3 separate regions of the Zea mays genome follow, and all the other regions are linked to region 2. A link is a contact called in public Hi-C data. All regions are on one chromosome and are shown on one strand. The core of a region is the stretch at or near the end of the contact, and the rest is flanking DNA. Distances in the headings are between cores, read along the strand shown. Region 1 holds the start of LOC103641278 (mitogen-activated protein kinase 2). Region 2 holds the start of LOC100192868. Region 3 holds the start of LOC100286075 (60S ribosomal protein L34).

What was found. Hi-C and Micro-C count contacts between places; a contact is called where the count stands out from the background.
Region 1: a contact with region 2 is called in a Hi-C map of tassel, with 2.9 times the contacts expected there. The contact joins the promoter of LOC103641278 here to the promoter of LOC100192868 in region 2. A contact is called at or near these places in 3 of 25 Hi-C or Micro-C datasets (ear, leaf and tassel).
Region 3: a contact with region 2 is called in a Hi-C map of ear, with 2.2 times the contacts expected there. The contact joins the promoter of LOC100286075 here to the promoter of LOC100192868 in region 2. A contact is called at or near these places in 2 of 25 Hi-C or Micro-C datasets (ear and leaf mesophyll).

What each region holds. Positions count from the first base shown.
Region 1 is chr10:80,427,591-80,430,290 of Zm-B73-REFERENCE-NAM-5.0, forward strand. It overlaps LOC103641278 (mitogen-activated protein kinase 2), which reads right to left and starts at 1,382. Exons shown (of 6, transcript XM_008664632.4): 1 at 843-1,382; 2 at 619-748; 3 at 280-417; 4 at 1-179. The coding sequence starts at 1,060. It also overlaps a transcript of LOC100273854 not described here.
Region 2 is chr10:79,636,243-79,638,942 of Zm-B73-REFERENCE-NAM-5.0, forward strand. LOC100192868 reads right to left here and starts at 1,380. Exons shown (of 9, transcript NM_001138057.4): 1 at 1,020-1,380; 2 at 836-924.
Region 3 is chr10:80,576,824-80,579,523 of Zm-B73-REFERENCE-NAM-5.0, forward strand. LOC100286075 (60S ribosomal protein L34) reads right to left here and starts at 1,377. Exons shown (of 4, transcript NM_001158963.2): 1 at 1,241-1,377; 2 at 1,054-1,133. The coding sequence starts at 1,319.

The DNA.
Region 1 (2,700 bases), core at 132-2,631, 790 kb after region 2:
CGCGTGACGACGTACTCCATCATGAAGTCGGTCTCCGTCGTGGTCCTCGCCAGCCCGAAGTCCCCGATCTTCAGGTCGCACTTGGCGTTCAGCAGCATGTTGCTCGGCCTCAGGTCCCTGTGCAGGACGTTCGCCGAGTGCACGTACTTGAGCCCGCGGAGCAGCTGGTACACGAAGTACTGCACCGGCCGGTCGTCGTAAAAGAAGAAAGAAAAAAAAAGGGTTAGGAACAGAGAACAGAGGACGGCACAGCAACAGCGTTGGATTTGGATCGACGACCTGGCAGTGGTCGTCGGTTAGTTGCTGGTTTGACCGTAGGAGGTGGTGAAGGTCAGTGTCCATCAGCTCGTAGACGATGTAGACGTCGTTGAAGTTCTCCCTCCTGGGCGGGCGTATGATGTCCTTTATTGAAATGACCTGCAGGGAAAAAGAATTTGTTGCTCTGTTACATATATGCACGGATGTATTATGTATATAGCTAATGAACTATACATACATGTATATATAGCTAATAAATACATACAATGACAAAAAAAAGTCCTGTAGCGTGGAGTATATATATAAATATATATGTTCATCACAAGGTAGAGAAATATATACATATACATGGCTACTCACATTTTCATGATTCATGTGCCTAAGCAGCTTGATTTCTCGGAGAGTGCGCTTGGCGTCGATCTGGTTGTCAAACGCGTTGCCGATCTTCTTGATGGCGACCTCCTCGCGAGTCTGCGCGTTCACAGCAGCACTGCATGCATGCACAAAAGATCCGGTACGTACTAGTAGTGAAGCCCGAACGAACAAACGAGAAGGCGATCGATGAGGGAGGACGACGTACGCACCAGATGATGCCGCAGGCGCCGCGGCCGACGGGGCGGATGGGCGGGACGTACTTGGCGGAGACCTCCAGGAGGTTTCCGTACACGTTGTACTGCACGTAGCGGCCGCCGTGCGTGTGCGTGCCCTTGATCTGCGCCTCCCCGCCGTGGCCCATACCCAGGCACCCTCCAGCGCCGGCGCCGCCTCCGCCTGCGCCTCCTCCGGCCCCCTCCATGCGCATGTATATATACGGACCACCACGCACCTCCCCTCCTAGCTAGCTAGCTAGCTATACTCCCTCTTCTCTCCGACGATGAGAAATGAACACAAGACGACCCAGCAAGGACCAACGCAGGACGACGGCAAGCTAGCATGCGAGCAAGCAAGCTCTGATGATGCTGCCTCGAGCTCTAGCTGAGACAGACAGACAGATAGATAGATAGAGATAGAGAGAACGAGCTGGCTGGCTAGCGGAGCGCGCGCGCGCGTGGTTGGTTGCGCGGACGCCAGGAAGGAGGAGATAAGGGGAGCGTTGGGGAAAGTGGAAAAGGCGGGGAGCCTTTTCTCCGCCGGAAGTCGAACTCCCGTGACGCCCAAAGGAAGGAGTTGGGTTCCTGTTGCTGTTGCTCCGTCCGTCCGTCCGTCGTCGCCCACTCCTGTCCTGCCGTGTGGTGTGGGAGAGACCTGGCATGGCTCCTGTCCTGTGGGCGGTGTGGCTGGCCTAGCTGCCTGCACTGCACTGCTGCACACGACACAGGTTGATGGATGCATGCAGGGACGACGATGCTCCCCCCGGGCCCCGGCGGCCGACCTCTTCCAGACCATTAATTCCCCTCTCCTCCTCAGCCAGCCATGCATTTATCGATTGATTGATCCATCTCTTACGTGTTCGCGCGGCGCATGATGCATGGATGGTTTCCCTTGCTTGCCCTTGGTGCTAGCTCTTGCCGCTTGCCTTTTATTTGCAGCTAGCGATGAATAAGCTATAGATTGGTTTGTTTGGCAGTGCGCTGTCTACAAGTGATTCTCTGCTACTCCTCTCTCCCTTGCAAAACAACTAATAAGCGAGCCCTATCTCATTCAGATTTTAAAATTGTCTATGGAAGCTAATTCTGCTACTATACATGTTATTCTATGGCTTAAAGCAATTCTCTTTGATTCTTTAGCATAAAATTTCAAAATCACGGTTGAGAATCGGTCTACACAATCAGAATAAGCTTCTAGTCTTTAGTTCATTTCAGAGAAACAGATAGAATTAATTACTTCTCTCTGAAAAACTGGTTGGCAAAGCTCTTGCTGCATCCAAGCAGAGAACCAACTTTGGTAGCTATATATATGCTCTTACATGCTCCTCCGTCATAATCAAGTAAAATCACTCTATTCAAGATCAAGAAGCAGGGCTAGAGAACCTAGAAGTAGAGCTCTGCCAAATATGCCCATAATTATTTGCTCATGTCTAATCAGCTGTGTGGTTTGTGATATAGCAACTTGAGGACATATATACCGCATGCCATGGGGATCTTAACCAACCGCCAGTGGAAATACTGGCGGTTCCAAAATAACCGCGTATTTTCACTGGCCCCTAGCATTGGTGGCACCGAAAAACGCCAGTGCAAATAGCTTTAGGACCGTCATTATAGAGCTTCTGTGTACTAGTGACAGTAATCTAGGATGGTTAACCTAGAAGTCTTCTCCTAATTTGTTTTCTTCTAACAACAAACATGCCCACATGTTACATCGAAATTTATATCGTGCCTATATTGTGGAACATACACTATTCTAACTTGTATGAACATATATCATGTGAGATTGGAACCCGAGCAGGATAATAAACCAGTTAGGACTATATCTAATCTCTATTTGATTGCATCAAGATCGAGT
Region 2 (2,700 bases), core at 130-2,629:
TCTCAACATATGTAATACCTAGAATTGCATTTGCGGGGGTGTTCGACGTGTGTACTCTATTGGGCTTAGGCCCAGCCCATATATGTTTCTACCTATTAATACAACATCCTAACCCTAGTTAGGGTTTTAATTCACCCAACATAGTCAAGGGCTATTTAGATCAAGGGGCTAAATTTTAGCCCCTGTCACATCAGATGTTTGGATGCTATTTAGAAGTATTAAATATAGTCTAATTACAAAACTAATAATACAAATGAGAACTAAACGATAAGACGAACCTATTAAATCTAATTAATCCATGATTCGTTCATGTGATGATATAGTAAACATTTGTTAATCATGAATTAATTAGACTTAATAAATATATCTCATCGTTTAGTGTTTCTCTATGTAATTAGACTATATTTAATACTCGTAAATGATATTCAAGCATCAGATGTGATATGGACTTTAGTCATGGAACCAAACAGCCTAACAATATCTTGCTAGCCTCACCAAGAAAACACTCACCCCCTGAAGTTACCAAGCACACAGCTACGAACAAATCCCAACCGCCGTCCTCGACAAAAGAAACACAGCGAGAAGCGGCATAGCTCATTACAACTACTGTCCGTTACCACTCTTCAGATTCTCAAATTGCACGCAAGAAATCATGACGACATTAAAGCATCGAAAAAGACACGTAGCCCAGGAAGAACGAAGTGCACCATCGAACATTTTGACAAGTGATTTTCTGCAAGCCAAAAGAACAGTAGTAATCCGGGAGGGAGGGGGGAGCATGTCTCGTGGACTAGAAACAGAGGTCCGTGAATTTTAGGTAGGGAAACAGTAGTACCTCAGCAGACGCAGCCCAATCGAATCCAACCCAACGCAACCTCGGTCCGCACCGCCTCGCTCCCCCGTCCACCTCCCACGCACGGCGGCCTGCACCAGCCCGCGCACCCATTCGAGCGTCAGGTACCTCATTAATGACAGGGAACGCCACGAAATACCGCACAACGACGCCCGATTCCACCCACCTCAAGCGACCGCCACGGCGGGCATCACCGGCCCCGCCGGCGCCGGCGCAGCAGTGGCATCCGCGCCGCCCTCCCGCTCCCCGTTTCCCTCTCCGCCGCCGCCACAACCACAAACTTCTCGGTCAATCGGCTGCCCGGAGATCTAGCTGGAATACGGAGGCAAGCAGGCAGGCAGGATGGATAGAAGAGGAAGATGAATGAGAAGGTTCTCGGCTCTCGCCGCGACTCCGAGTCGGAGGTGCTTTGCTGTTCGCTGTGGTGGCAGCTGCTGCGTGTGCTGACTGTATGCTGTGCGCTGCGCGGGCCGCGGAGGGGCGGCGACCTGTGGGGGTCGCTCTCGCGGCGAGCGCCGCGAGAAATCTCAGCCACTATCTTTTCTCGTGGTTTACTCGAGCTCCGGCCCCTGAAATCTATCGAGCACGCCCTCCCGCATTCCCGGAATTGTAACGTCGGCAGAGCAAGCTGCTGCTGCTGGCTCGCCTGACTCTTCCCCAACCGTCTGTCTCGCTCTCGCTCTACGGAGCAAAACGGATGGATGGCTTTTGTTCTTGGTTTGCTAGGGAGATGAGGCTCGTCACGCTCATCCTGCTACTCAGCTTTTGAAAAGTGCGTGTAGAAGTATTTATTGTGGCCAGGAGCAAACTCAAGGGGTGTATAGTTTTTAAGAACTAATTTTTAATACCTTCATTTTATTTTATTTTAATTCCTAAATTACCAAATATAGAAATTAAAATAGAAGTTTTAGTTCTGTTTTAGTTTCTTTATTTGTTAATTTATGTAATAAAATAGAATAAAATAGCGAGACTAAAAATTAGTCATTAGAAATCAAACACTCATTTAGACTATTATAGATTTTATTTTATTTTATTTTTTGGCGAAACAGTCACCGTCTGTCAGCCTCAATTGTTTATCAATAGCTGATCACTACTTTAGAGTATTAAACACAAAAAATCATTCATCTAAACCATTTCATGTCACGGACTTGAATATATAATCTATACTTATACATAGGATTCATATTTTTTATGTATCATAGAATATATGCAGGATTTTTATGTGACTTAGAATATATGCAATAGTAACATATGCTTGTTGCATAGTGTATCTTAAAATTTTAAAAATGATTTCTATATTTTTCAGATTTAAATAGGTGTGCTGGTTGGTAAACAAATACGGAAATTCATGTTCCCTTCTCTCGGAGCATTTCCTTCTCAAGAACAAATAAATAGATAGATATTAAACAGCACGCCCAATTAATCAAAACTGTTCTGTGAACAGTAAAATGCAGCCAGAAAACGGACATCCACGGTAGCCACAGGCAAATCCAGGCTTCAGCAGGGACCCTCCTGAAAAAAATAAAACGTCACTGACAATAATGAATAATTTGCGGTTGGGAACACGCGGAATGGCCTGCGCGTGGCTGCACGCAGGACCCACCTGGCGGCGATCTAGTGGCTCGCCTTGCGCTTTTTCCCGGGCGCCGGCGAACGCCGAACAGCGAACCTGTGGCCGCCATTTCCTCTGCCGTGACCCTCATCGCGACGCGATCCCGTGCCGTCCGTTCTGCCCGCGCTCCGGCCTCGCCATCGGCACCGTCCGATCGCCGCACGGGAACTCGTGGCCAGCGTCGCGCGGGCGCGTGGACGGCAGGGATGCGCGCTCTGTCACATCGTGCGGCTTG
Region 3 (2,700 bases), core at 127-2,626, 940 kb after region 2:
AGCAAACAGATTGATTGCCTTGAAATGAAAAATAAGAAAGCTAAATAGACAAAACAAGGTGGAGGGAGTATGCCAGTGCAAAGGGCCTCATAGAGAAGATTAGGCTTAATCGACATGAAAGTTCAGACATATGCTTGTCATGTTTCTCAGTAATCATAGGCCCAGTAGTATATGCCAGAAACTGAATCATAATAAAGATGCAAGCCAGCCATAACAAGAACTAAACACAATGAGTACGAATGCAAGTTAAAAGTATCTTTTGGGGGAAAACTTCAGACTTCAAAAGTAAGACAATGAGAAAAGAGACAACATTGGAAGGCCTCATAGAAGTTTAAGATTAATCAACATGAAAACTCAGACATGCTTGTCAATTGTAACTGTATAATCATTGTTCAACAAACTCAAAACAAAAAGGAAGATCTAGAGAAAGGGCACTTGGTACAACCTAACACTCAAGAAAAACTTGCAAAACACAATACATTGTGCTGAAATGTGTACACTGCCCTGGAATGAATAATAGAGTACCAGTACCAAAGATAGGTTGGCATGAACATCAAAACCAGCTACGGCAGCACATGTTACAATAACTCAATAAGCTAAAAGGCCTAAGGGTCAAACAAAAAACAAAACAAACATCAAACCTATGGTTTAAAACTACTATCAGAACAACACTCAGTTAAGACAAAGTAAATAAACAACGCAACGGCACAAATGTGAGGGATACGCTACAGGTACAGTTTGCTAAAAGCCTAGAGCAATCTTTTAGATCTAAGGATAATAAATTGTTCCAACTTCCAACCAAGAGCCCGAAACATGATTCAACAAGAAAAGGTGCATTTTAATCCCCAGTTTGCAATCACACATCATAAGAATATGAGCCTTAAGCTACACAAAATACAAAGCTGCGGTTCAAATACATGTTCCGTCAGGACCTCCTAGCCTAGGTTGACCACACTGCATTCAAATTGAAAATCCTTGAATAGAGCATGACGCAGCGACCTAAACCCTAAAGCAAGAATAAGTGGGTAAAATAGAAAGGTGGAAGGCTCATACTCCTTGGATCTTCTTCCCGGTGACCGGGCATTTCGGTCCGCTCGCGCGCTTCTTGGTGTACTGGTACACAAGCCTCCCACCTAATCAACAACATAAACAAATCAGCGGGAATCCTATTTCCACAACCCGCACGAACAGAAACAACGAGCGATCAATCGACCATGCGAGTGCGAAGCGCCGGTCTTACCAGGGGTCTTGACCACGCGGGTCTGATTGGATTTTGTGGCGTAGCTGTGGCGCTTCCGGTAGGTGAGCCGCTGCACCATTTTGCCGCCGGCCGCTGTTTCTCCCGGGCTCTCGCTCTCCGCGCGCTCTTCCTCTCTAGCGTGGCGGCGGAGAAGGGAGTGAGGAGGAGAGATGGAGGGGAGCTTTTATAGGATGGCTGATAGGCCTAGTGACCTAGATCTGACGTCGGGAGATGATTTGCCAAGCGAATGGGCGGTTCGGTCTGTGACTTGGGATTACCGGCTCCTTAGTGTATGGATGGTCTGAATTTGGTTTCAAGATTTATCGAACTGAAGTCCATTCTAGTGATTATAAATTAGATATAAATTAATTAAGCTAATATAATTATGTATATTATATATGTATACTCTACTATTGGTTTATAGAGAATATATTTTTGTGTTCTAACAAAAACGGCTTCACCGGGTTTAGTAGAGCTCAGGCTCGTTTAAAATAGCTCTAGTTATGTTTTTCGTTAAAATCATTTTTTGTTAACGGGACGTTTGGATCCCTTCATTTTAGAGGAATTGGAATTCACTCAATAAAGTAACTTATTTAGTTTGGAATTTGACATTCCACCACTTTCCAAAGTTCAGATATAAGTCTATCTCAAATTCATGGGGTGGATGGTGGGAAATGATTTTATTTATTAGTAGAATTGGTTTCTAATCTATAACTTACATGACACTCTTCGTCTCACTCCTCTATAGTAAAAATGTAGCACATAAATTTCTCCAACATCTTGCTAATAATAGTATACAAATATATTTTGCATAAAACCGAATTATCTTAATTGATATATCTGCCTAAAGTCATTTCGTAAATCGTTTGACAAAAACGACTTATCATGGAGCCAAAACCATTTCCAATATATTAAAGTGCTAGAGCAAAAGCCGATGGAACTAATATTTGTGGCTTCTTCTCCATAGTACAAAAACGGCTCTGACTTTTAGATATTTTTCGCATGAAACCGTTTAAACAAATGTTTGGTATGGATCTAGCTTTTTGCAGAGAAAAACCATAGTCGAAGCCCTGCCAAACAGACTCTAAGTTGTATAGTAGAAATATAACCGGCTATAAAATCAACTTTTACCTCAGTTTATAAATTTAAGAAAATCTTATACCTAAATTTTGAAATGTAATTGAATATTCTAAGCCAACAAAATAAAAAAAATCCAAACGGCATCTAACTTTCTCTAGTATTCTTCTATTAAAATTCATTTTGTAGTATTTTTTTAAATCTGCTTATATTTTACTACCTCCCGTTATAAAAGTTGACTTTTAGATTATAGTTCTGTTTCTTTCTCTTTTATCTTTATTATCTTGTATTAGATTTTACTTACTCTACTTTTTGTTATATCTCTCTCATTCATATAGAGTATAATGCTTGTGGGTTACGATAATACTAAATATTCGAGGGGA